2 separate regions of the Oryctolagus cuniculus genome follow, and region 2 is linked to region 1. The links are chromatin contacts, called in public Micro-C maps. All regions are on one chromosome and are shown on one strand. The core of a region is the stretch at or near the end of the contact, and the rest is flanking DNA. Distances in the headings are between cores, read along the strand shown.

Evidence for each region. Hi-C and Micro-C count contacts between places; a contact is called where the count stands out from the background.
Region 2: a Micro-C map of ear pinna shows a contact between it and region 1, with 5 times the contacts expected there. The contact joins the promoter of C8H8orf58 here to the promoter of CHMP7 in region 1. A contact is called at or near these places in 2 of 6 Hi-C or Micro-C datasets (ear pinna and an unstated tissue).

Annotation. Positions count from the first base shown.
Region 1 is chr8:16,756-22,044 of mOryCun1.1, forward strand. CHMP7 (charged multivesicular body protein 7) reads left to right here and starts at 2,542. Exons shown (of 9, transcript XM_070047170.1): 1 at 2,542-2,956; 2 at 4,365-4,536. The coding sequence starts at 2,658.
Region 2 is chr8:727,466-732,754 of mOryCun1.1, forward strand. C8H8orf58 (chromosome 8 C8orf58 homolog) reads right to left here and starts at 2,147. Exons shown (of 7, transcript XM_051836748.2): 1 at 1-2,147. It overlaps PDLIM2 (PDZ and LIM domain 2), which reads right to left. Exons shown (of 10, transcript XM_008249873.4): 7 at 4,584-4,666; 8 at 4,325-4,452; 9 at 3,497-3,614; 10 at 2,292-2,785. The coding sequence ends at 2,608.

The DNA of each region.
Region 1 (5,289 bases), core at 1,292-3,791:
GCAAAGTTACAGAGAGAGAAGGAGAGACAGAGAGAGATCTTCCATTCACTGGTTCACTCCCCTAGATGGTTGAAATGGTCAGAGCTGGGCCAGGTTGAAGCCAGGAGCCAGAAGCATCTACTAGGTCTCTCATGAGGGAAGCAGAGGCCCAAGTACTTGAACCATCTTCCACTGCTTTCCCAGGCCACTAGCAGGGAGTTGGATTGGAAGTGGAGCAGCCAGGACACAAAGCAGCAGCCGTATGGGATCACTGGCATCACAAGTGGCAGCTGTACCCACTATGTCACAATGCCGGCCCCATATTTATATACTTTTTTACTCCTCCATAAACTAGCACTCAGATCTAGTGACTTAATCAGATTCAGATTCAATTTTTTTAAAAAAGTATTTATTTGAAAGGCAAAGAGAAAAGAGAGGGAGAGAGATCAATCTTCTATCTGCTGATTCACTCCCCAAATAACGGCAGCAGTCTTGGCTGGACCAGGCTGAAGCCAGGACCCAGGAACTCCATCCTGGTGTCCCACATGGCTAGCAGGGACTCATATACTGGGCCATCATCTGCTGCCTTCCCAGGCACCTTAGCAGGAAGCTAGATTACAAGCACCAGGACTCGGGCCAGCACCGTGGCTCACTTGGTTAATCCTCCGCCTGCGGCACCAGCAACTCATATGGGCGCCGGTTCTAGTCCCAGTTGCTCCTCTTCCAGTCCAGTTCTCTGCTTTCTCTCTCTCTCTCTCTCTCACTGTCTATAACTGTCAAAAAAAAAAAAAAAAAAAAAAAAAAAAAAAAAAAAAAAAACAAACACTAGGGGAAAGAAGTGCCAGGACTCAAACCAGCACTCCACTATGGACGCCGGCCTCCCAAGTGAGGGCTTAACTCACTTTACCACAGTGCCAGCCCCAGGTTCAACAGTCTTGAAAAGAAATTTCACAAATGGCTCTCTGTGCTTCCTGTTATATCCCTTCAGGGGCATATGATGTCTGTTTGTCGCTCTGTTTGTGATGTTCAGATCAATCAGGAGGTGCTGGCAAAGTGATCCATCCCTTCTAAAACTCCACGACGTCATTTTAAATAGGGTGGTTCAGACAAGGCCACTGTGAGAGGTGACTTCAAGGATAAAACAGTCAGTCATGCAGGGGAGTGGCACAGCATAGGAGTGAAACCCCCAAGGTGACAAAGAGCTTGCCACATACCAGGGACACACTCAGGGACAGCACAGCTCTTCCTCCATTCTCCATTGCTCCCAGGAACTCATCCAGCCTGGAGACGTCCAGAACCTATGGCACTTTCAAGTGCAAGCAGCCTCAGGCCCAAACGCTGCGAAAATGCTCAGGTGTAGAACTATTTGAATTAAATCAGACAGGAAACCAAGGTGTGGAGGGCTGCCCCAGGGCGCTGGGAAAGTCCCCAAACTAAGGGTGTTGGAGGCTCCCCACCCTTGTGCAGAAATGAAAGTCACCTGCATGGGAAAACCTGTTGGATCATGGGAAAAAAGTCACTCTAACCAAGCAGGGACCCCTGCTACATGTACACACCTCAGACTGGCGTCCATGCTGTGACAGCCAGCCTCTGGCTCCCCTCTGCTGCTCCGTGTAGCATGCTCCTCCGTCAGCCTAACTCTGCTCACCCTGCCAGGTTGCTCCACCAGATTCTTCCACCACTCGTGATCGGCTGCTTCCTCTGACACAGGGTGGGAAACCACTTGGTCTGTCTTCCCAGCGGAAGCCAACCAGCTGTGTCACTGGGCATGACAACATGGAAGGAATGCTTCTGGAGCCAGTGTGTGGCACAGCAGGGTAAGCCGCCATCTTGTGCAGCACCAGCTGCCCCACTTCTGATCCAGCTCCCTGCTAATGTGCCTGGCATCCGAGGGATGGCCCAAGCGCTCGAGACCCGGATGGAGTTCCGAGTTCCCGGCTTCCCCGGGGCCACTGGGGAGTGAACCAGCAGGTGGGAATTTGAACTCTTTCTCTATGCCTTTCAAATAGATTTAAAAAAAAGAAAGAAAGAAAGAAAGCCTTCTGGAAAATTGTGCTTTTTAGGGCTCAACTTATTTCCTTACATCCCACACTATTCTTTTTAGGAATGTTCCTCACCATACTTAAAATAATAGTATAAATCAATACCATCTTCCCTTCTGCAAAATGGAGACAGTCTCCAAACCTAACTTCACAGGGTTGTCATGGTATTGCTTGGGCAAACAGTAAATGAGCCAGAAATGTCAGTGGATATATACCTCTGTGTAACCACATACCTGACCCGGGAGCTACCGCCAGTCCCAACCCTTGAAGCCACTCACTTCCCTCTCTAGAGCGCTTTCGCTCCACACCATAATTCAACAAGGGGCGCAACGCGCGCCTACTCGTCGCGCACGCGCAAAGCGCTCCGTTCCTCACAAAGAGCGCGGCAGGAGGGGGTCAGCGCAAGCGCTCTGTGTCTCTCCGAACATAACGTCATCATCCCGCCTCCTGGCCGAAGGAGGACAGCGCGACGCCTGCGCCCTGAGGACGTGAAGGACTTATTTCACGCCGCGGGCGGCGGTGACGCGATGACAGAAGAGGAGGAGGTGTTCGAGGAACGGAAGCCGAGAGGGGACTTGGGCGGAAGGGGACCAGGTCCAGGGCTGTGTTCGGGGCCTTGGCGGGGCTGGGGTTCCGATGTGGTCCCCGGAGCGGGAGGCCGAGGCGCCGGCCGGGGGAGACCCGGCGGGCCTGCTGCCCCCCGAGTGGGAGGAGGATGAGGAGCGCATGTCCTTCCTGTTTTCCGCGTTCAAGAGGAGTCGCGAGGTGAACAGCACCGACTGGGACAGCAAGATGGGCTTCTGGGCGCCGTTGGTGCTGAGCCACAGCCGCCGCCAGGGGGTGGTGCGCCTGCGTCTGCGGGACTTGCAGGAGGCCTTTCAGCGCAAGGGCAGCGTCCCGCTGGGGCTGGCCACGGTGCTGCAGGACCTGCTGCGGTGAGGGGCGGGCCCGGGCCGGGAGGGATGGGCGGCCGGCGGCCTGGGCTCGGGCTCGGACGGCGCGGCGTGCGGAGTGGTCAGCGGGCGGCGGCGGAGGCCGGGCTGTGGGTGTTTGGAGAGAGGAGCGGAGAGGGCCCGGGCAGATGTTGGGGGGCCCGAGAAGTCCTATTATGTGGCTTCCGGGCGGCGGGGCTAAAAGCAAGCCTGGCGGAGGTGGCGGTGATGTGTCTGGGCTGGGGTCCCGTTGTGTCCGATTTCGGGTGAAGCCGGGGCAGGAGGTCTCAGATCTGCAGGGTTTATCGACGGGCACAGCTGGGAAGAGGGCAGCGGTAGGGGAGAGGGCAGCCCCGGCCCGGGCCATGCGTCTGGCCCCTCTGACTTGCCCTTGATCGGGGCTGTGTGGAGCGCAGGGGACGCGACGGCGGGTGAGGGCTTTGTGGGGCATCTCGGGGCCCTGCAGGGGCCGTAGGTGAGAGGCTGGCCGCAAGCAGAGGGTAGCTCACAGAACAGCACTGTGCGGTCTGTACATGTCCGGCACACACCGTTTGGGCTGGCCAGGCGGAGAAAGAGCCCGAGTGGCCGATTCAGGTCACTTGGTCGGGTGTCCGCCGCAGGTTGCACCTGAGGACCCGGATGGGGCCACAGGTGTTCAGGGTGCTGAGTGCTTTGCACTTGAGCTGTGCAGGTGCTGAGCCCAGCCCCGCACGGGGCCTCCCTAAGTGCAGGAAGCAGGCAGTCAGCCCTGGTTTTGTTTCATTTTCCTCCCAGTTGTCTGCTTTTTCTGAGGCTGCTTTGCTGCGTTTGTCCCCCGCACCTTTGCACGGGGTGACACTGTGGCAGTCCATCCCGTGGGGCAGGGGGAGGGACGAGACCAGGGCTGCCGCTTCCAGCGTCTGGGACGCCCATCAGTTTGGCCAGTCACAAAATGCTGATGATCAGGGCGCCTAGGCTTGTTGTGGGGATTTGAAGACAGCCCTCAGCGCAGCGACTGGCCCAAGGTGTGCAGTCAGTAAATTGAGCTGCTCACGTTATTTCTGGTGCAGAGAAACCTGTACCTCCTGTCTCCACCCTAGCTGAGGGTCAGCGTTGGCCCAGGAGCCTTGTGTGCCTGTGGGCTGCGAGGGGGGCGCGGGCATTTTGCAGCCAGACAGATCATGGTTTGGACTTGGCCTTGCTCTTTTGCGGTCACTCCTTGTTCCTCATTAGTGAAGATGCCGCCGACCCCAGCTATCGTGCAGAGTTGTGATGAGGCTTGCAGCTGGAGTATCAAGTGCTGCTGCTCACAGCGGCAGCACACAGTAGGAGCCTCATAAATGGTCATGGGGAGCATGAACTTCGCCCGTGAGGGGTGGAACGGGACCTCGCATTCAGTGCTGCCACACGGCCTTCTCTTTGTCTCCTGCAGCCGAGGGGAGCTGCAGCGGGAGTCAGACTTCATGGCCAGTGTGGACAGCAGCTGGATCTCCTGGGGGGTCGGAGTCTTCCTGCTGAAGCCCCTCAAGTGGACCCTCTCTAACGTGCTGGGGGATAGCAAGGTCCCGGCCGAGGAGGTGCTGGTGGCCGTGGAGCTGCTGAAGGTGGGTGCTCTGAGGGCGGGGCCTGCGTGTCCTCTGGGGTGGGTAGCTGAATGCCTCCCAGGGCGCACTGCTCATGCCGCGTCTGTCAGACTCTCCCGTTTCAGGGCTGGTCCTCTGTCTGGAGTGGCCAGTGACGCTGATCCTTCCCTGGCGTTTGGAGGCCCGAATGGTGAGCCGCGGTGTAGGCAATGCTTTGCCTCCTGGATGAGGGTGTCTCGGGATTCGTGAGGACCACGTGGCTCTCAGCTGTGCCCCCCAGATCAGTGCAGGAGACCCAGCTTTTCTGCTGTCCGCCCGTGTCCCCTTGCTCATCTGGCTGCCCTCCGCCCTCCTCGCCCTTCTGCCTCCACAAGGCCCACTGGGGGCCTTGATCCCTTCCCCCGCTCAGGCAGCTTCCTCGGGGCCCGCTCTCCTGATGGCTGCACTGACTCCCTGCTCAGGACCCCAGCGCCTTTGCGTCTGCCGTGGTCCACACCAGGAGACACCCAGCAGATCCTCCCTGCTGGGCAGAGGCCCTGTGCCCGGACTTAGGGGCCCCCAGAGCCTCTGGTCTTCTCCCCTCTGTCTCATTCTCCTGCCTTGACTGCAGGCACTTCACTGAGCAGGTGAGTCTCCCGGGCCAGGCCTCCAGTATGCGGCCCTTCCACCTCGAGCTCAGCCTCCTCTGAGTCCATCTCTCCCTTGGCTCCGAGAGAGAAGTGTCTTCCCCTGTCCCCTGTGTGCTCTCGAGTCTGTCCCCTTGACCTATCAGGA
Region 2 (5,289 bases), core at 897-3,396, 710 kb after region 1:
GCTACCGTAAGGGCCCGCCGCGCCGCCCCTCTCGCCGGGCGCTTCCTGCCGCGCGCGCAAGCCCGGGAGGAAATGGGAAGAGAGCGTTGCCAGGCTCCCAGCGGCGGCGGAGGGGAAGGAAGGGGATGCTGCCTGCCTGGGGGGGCCTTTCACTCCGTGCCTGGCCTTGCCTCTTCCAAAGTTGGGCGCGGGGGCTGGGGGAGAAGCGTGCAGCGCGGGGAGTAGCCTGGAGGCCGCAGGAGGGGGCCCGTGTCTCCCTAGGATGCTGCTGCCACTGCTTCCTGGTTTTAAATGGAGCCCAGGCAGGTAAACCACCAGGTGACCAGCCAGGGACTGGTGGCCTCTGAGCTCGCTCTCCCTGGACGAGGGTCAGGGCTGGGGAACCCTAACGGGGCCGAATGCCCTGGAGACAGCTAAGGGAGCAGGTGGACGTGCAAACTTGCACCTGGGCCTCTGGGGGGCGGGACTGGGGCCCCGGGGACCAGTGGCTGTTCACTCACTAGGAGGGAGAAGCCAATCTGCCTCACTCTGCACCCTCCTGGGGCCCTCCAACCGGACACACCCTCCCCGCCCCGCCCCCAGCGTTCAGCAGAGACCCACAAACCACCAGTTAGTTTCTGTGCCCTGTTGCTGGTGACATGGGGAGACTGTGGCCCAAAGCCACGCCCCAGGCAGGCAGGAGAGCCAAGAGCCTGAACCGCCTGCAAGCCCTGGTCCAACTCCACCCCCCCCTTCCCCACCGTCAGAGGGAAACCAAGAATGCCGGCTTGGCAGGAAGCGCTTTCCATCAGCCCAGGAGGCGGGCCGTGCAGCATCAAACCCCCAGCCATGCCGAACCCCAGCTCTGCCCTCCCTGGGTAGGAAGTGAGGCGGCCTGGGGGCCCCGGTGAGAGGGCGGGGAGGTGCAGGGAGGCAGCCCACGCGAATCCCGTCCCGAGTCTGCAGAACGTGGGTCTCTGCGGTGACTCCGGGACAAGAATGCATCTAGAAACAGGAAGCCAGGCCAGCAGGAATGCGGTGTCTCAGCACAAGCTTTGTGTGTGGCTCCCAAGGACTCCCCCACCCACGACCCGACACAGGCTCCCCTCCCAACACCAGCGCCAGCTCAGGGCCACCCTGACACGGGGGCTGCGCACTTCCCAGCTTCCCTGCCACTTGCATTCTGCTGCCCTGGACTGGCATCCTGTGCCAAGCCTCCGCCAAGTAGAGGGCTCCATGGCCCTGCGTGCCTGCAGCATCTACCAGCCTCTGAGCCACGCAGGAGGAATGGGAGGGGCGGCACAGCCACCCACCCCTCGCTGCACACCTGGCCAAGTGAGCAGCTGCCCCGAGTTCCTGACCAAGAAGGCAGTGGCCTGGGGCCAGCCATGCCTAGGAGCCCCTGCACTCCCCATGGGGAAGTCCCAGCTCCAGGAAGCAGGTTTCCTGCAAGCTTGGCGCTTAGCATGGCCCTGGGAGGAGGCAGGACAAAGCCAAGAGCAGCTGGAGAGGGCCGGGGGCCGGGCTGACCTCCCTTGGTGGCCGGCAGGAGCTGTGGCTTTTCCCTTGACCACCTGTGTCCTCCCCAAAGTCCACAGCCCCCTGGATGCCAGCTTCACAGGCAGCCTCACTCCCGACCTGTCCTTGTCCTGCATAGCATCAGCCCACCCCTTCCAATCTGTCAGATCCCCACTTACAGTTGTCAAGGTGAAGTTCAAACCCCTGGCAGTCTGTCATTGACCATGATGCCCAGCCCATCACCAAGTGTGCCGGTGGATCAGTGGGAACCTCCTCGCCATAGGCAGCACCTGGCACTAGGTGGCGCCAAAGAGGCTGCCCCATTTCTGCCCAAGACTCTAGCCAGACTCCCCAGCAGGCCGGCCGCCTTGATCTTCCCCATAAAAATAAAGGCTGGTCCTCAGGCAGCCATCCAGGCAAAAGTTGAGACGATGATATCAAGGTGTAAATTATATCACCAGGTGCCTGAGGAGGCAACACAGTGGGTGCCAAGATCCCCTCCAAAGGCAGCCAGATAAGCACCAAGCTGCCACCAGCACTGGCTTTGATCTTTCCTGTGAGAACAGGGCTGGGGCTGCTGCACCGGCCTCTGGATCCAGGACAGGTACCCCCAGGCCAGGCCCCAGGGGTTGGGGGGCTTTGGGGGCTCTGCTACTTCCATCCCAGGCAAGGCCACCCGCCATGGCCTATCCGCGATTGTCTCTGGTGAGCATCTTCCACGGGGAGTGTTGGGAAGGTGGCACTGGGCTGGGGGTCCCTGAGGGAGGGGCGGGGAAGGAGAGAGAAGCAAGGTGTCTCTTTTGTGCTTGTGTGCATGTTTACGGAGCGCATATGACCAGCGTTACACAGGGAAGAACAAAGAACTGCTAGCACTTCGCTCTCCTCCGAGATGCCTCCCAGCATTCCATCCCGCATTTGCCAAGATGTCAAAGGCAGCAGCCAACTCAGCCTGGGGAACAGGGCCTGCCCTGCAGGGGCGAAGATGCCAGGAAGGTGAGGCTGCCTCGGCACCTGCTGCCCGAGACAGGTCCCAGCCCTGGACTTCACCCAGTCAGGCCCACGCTTAGTTCCCGGGAGGAGCCGCCACCTGCCGTGGCCCCTTCTGTGGGCTCAGGCCCGGGAGCCGAGGGCCGGGGCTGTGGAGTAGCGCTGGCGGGCGTGCTTCTCACAGAACAGCTCGTCGCCCACCCAGAAGTGCCCTCGCATCTTCAAGTTCAAGCCGCAGTCCGTGCAGGTGTAGCAGCCGGCATGGCGGTACCTCCCCTCCTGGATGCGCACGGCCTGGTTCCTGCAGGAGAGGGAATGGTTCCTGCTGGGAGGCCACCACCGCCCTGGAGCCTGGGACGACCCTACAGCCTCAGAGACATGACTCCACCTGCACTCAGTAATCTCCTTCCACCCCCCACCACGCCTGCGCACAGCCGCACATCAGTCCCCGCACGGACTGACAAACCCGGCCAGATCTTCTCGGTTTGCAAGGGAGAAGTGGTACCTAAAGTGTGACCCCAGCTCCTGGGACTGGCAGCGCCAGCATTAGAAGTGCCAGTCTCACCAGGGTACGCGTCACAGTGCAGAAACTTAGCCTGCTGCTCGGAACACCACACGTCACACATAGGAGTTCCAGCTGATCTGCTGTGAGTCAGCTTCCTGTTAGTGCACCCAGGCTCAGCACTCGAGTTCCTGCCACCCATGGACGAGACCCCTGGAGGGAGCTCCTGGCTCCTGGGTTTGGCCTGGCCCAGCCACTAGTAGTTGCAGGCATTTGGGAAGGAGCCAGCAGATGAAGATTTCTCTCTCTCTCTCTCTCTCTCTCTCTCTAACACAGCAGCATCTCGGATTCCTCTGGGGACAAGGAAGAAAGAAGCCAGCCCAGGCAGCCCCAGGACGCTGCAAATAACCCCTCGCAAGGCCACAAAGGAGCTTCCCTCTGGGCTCCCTGGCTGTGCTGCCCGCCTGCTGCTGCTGGCCCCTGGTGGGCCCGGCCCTGCCCCCCACTCACGCGATGCTGGTGCCGCACTTCTCACACGTGTGGAGCTTGGGTGGGGTGGCCAGGGCCCTGGCGGTGGGCAGGGAGGACTGGGGGCTCAGCGAGCTGGGCAGGAAGGCAGGTGTGCCGCCTAGAGGGACAGACAGACAGACACATGGGAGCTCATCCACCGGCCGCAGCAGCGCCGGTAGCACGGGCTGACGCCGGCTGTGGAGCAGGGATGGAGCAAGGCAGGCAAAGACAGGCTGAGGCCACGTCTGCCCGTCTAACGGCGCTGGGGAGCAGCTGAGCCCAGGGTCTGGCAAGCGGAGCTGACGGTCCCGCTCCCGAGACCTGGGAGTGACGCTAGGAGCAGATAACACTGCCAGCCCCGCTGCACGGCTGGGAAAGGGCTTTTCCATGCACCGCCACCCCCAAGGCCTCGGCCAAGGACACCGACATTCCCGTGGCAGTCGCCACCCGCCTGCACTGGCCTGTCCCACCACCGTTCTGCCTGTGCACATGGCCACGCCCAGAGCCTGCGGCTGCTCCCTGCCACCATCTTAAGGCTGCTTGTGGAAGTCTTGATCTTTTCTCCCAGGGCCACATCAGACCCCTCCTCCTCCAAGAAGGCCTCCTTGGAGACCCCCACCCCCACCCTGGCCCACCACCGGCCATCACCATTCCCTTGGTGCCTTCCCGGGGCCCAGGAGGCTCTGCTTCCTACCTCTGGGTGCACACCGGGCCAGCCCTCCCACACCGGATGCACCCACAGGCGGGGTTCTGGCCCCCACCCAGTCCCACTGGTGAACACCTACAGGACGCCTGACGCCCATGCCGGAGCCGCCGCCGGGGCCTCACCTCTCTCCTCAGCCTCCAGGGCTTCCTGCAGGAGCCGGAAGGAGCTGGACTGCCGGGGCGCCAGGCGCGACTCCCGGTTCTCTTGCAGCATCTTGAAGACTTCGGAGTCCTCCTCCAGGAGGTCTACACTGCAGGACGCGGGGCGGCCCCGCCGTCAGCCCGAGCCCAGGGGCAGAGGGCTGTGTCCCAGGAGCCCGAGGAAAGCTGAGGGGCTCAGAGGGGAGGGGACCCCACCCAACCCTCCAGGGCCCGCCAGTACCTGAGCCTGGGGCTGGAGGAACGGGGCCGGGGCGAAGCAGGCAGCACCAGCACCGCCGAGTCGCCAGCGCGGCCCTGGCCGGCCTGAGGGGAGGAGCGAGCGGGGAGGAGTCAGCGGCCGCAGCCTTTGGCCCACCACGCAGCCCTGTGGGTCTCAAGCCCAGCTGTTCCCAGGCCCAACAGCAGAGGGCTCCCGGCCCTTGGTGACCAGCAGGCTCCAGGGCTGGCGCACAAGGGCTGCTGGGGTCCTGGGTGGGGCAGTCAGCACCCAGCAAAGCCGGCATGGGCAGGGAGAGGGAAGGGGGCCGCAAGGGGACTGGACGTGGGGCAAGATGCAGCTGGCAGACAAAGAGTCCCCACCATCCTCCCCCTGTCCTGCCCAGTCTGCGACACCTTGCTGGGTATTCCCAAAGACGCAGCCCCCCGGAGCCTGGTCCCTCCCCCACGGACCCATCCCCTAGGCAGGGAGCAATGGGAACATAAAGGGGTGGGGGGCGGGACCCCCAGGATGGGCCAGGGAGCACTGGCGAGCCAGCCAATGGAAGAGGACGCTCGGGGACAGCTGGGAGGGCCTTGTGTACAGGTTCCCGGGAAGCCACTGTTCTCACTCCGGATCTGTCCACCAGGACCAGGCTGACCCCGGGTGGGCCACTGTACTTTCTAGAAGGGTACCACCACGAGGGCTGGTGCTAGCAGACACCACACCA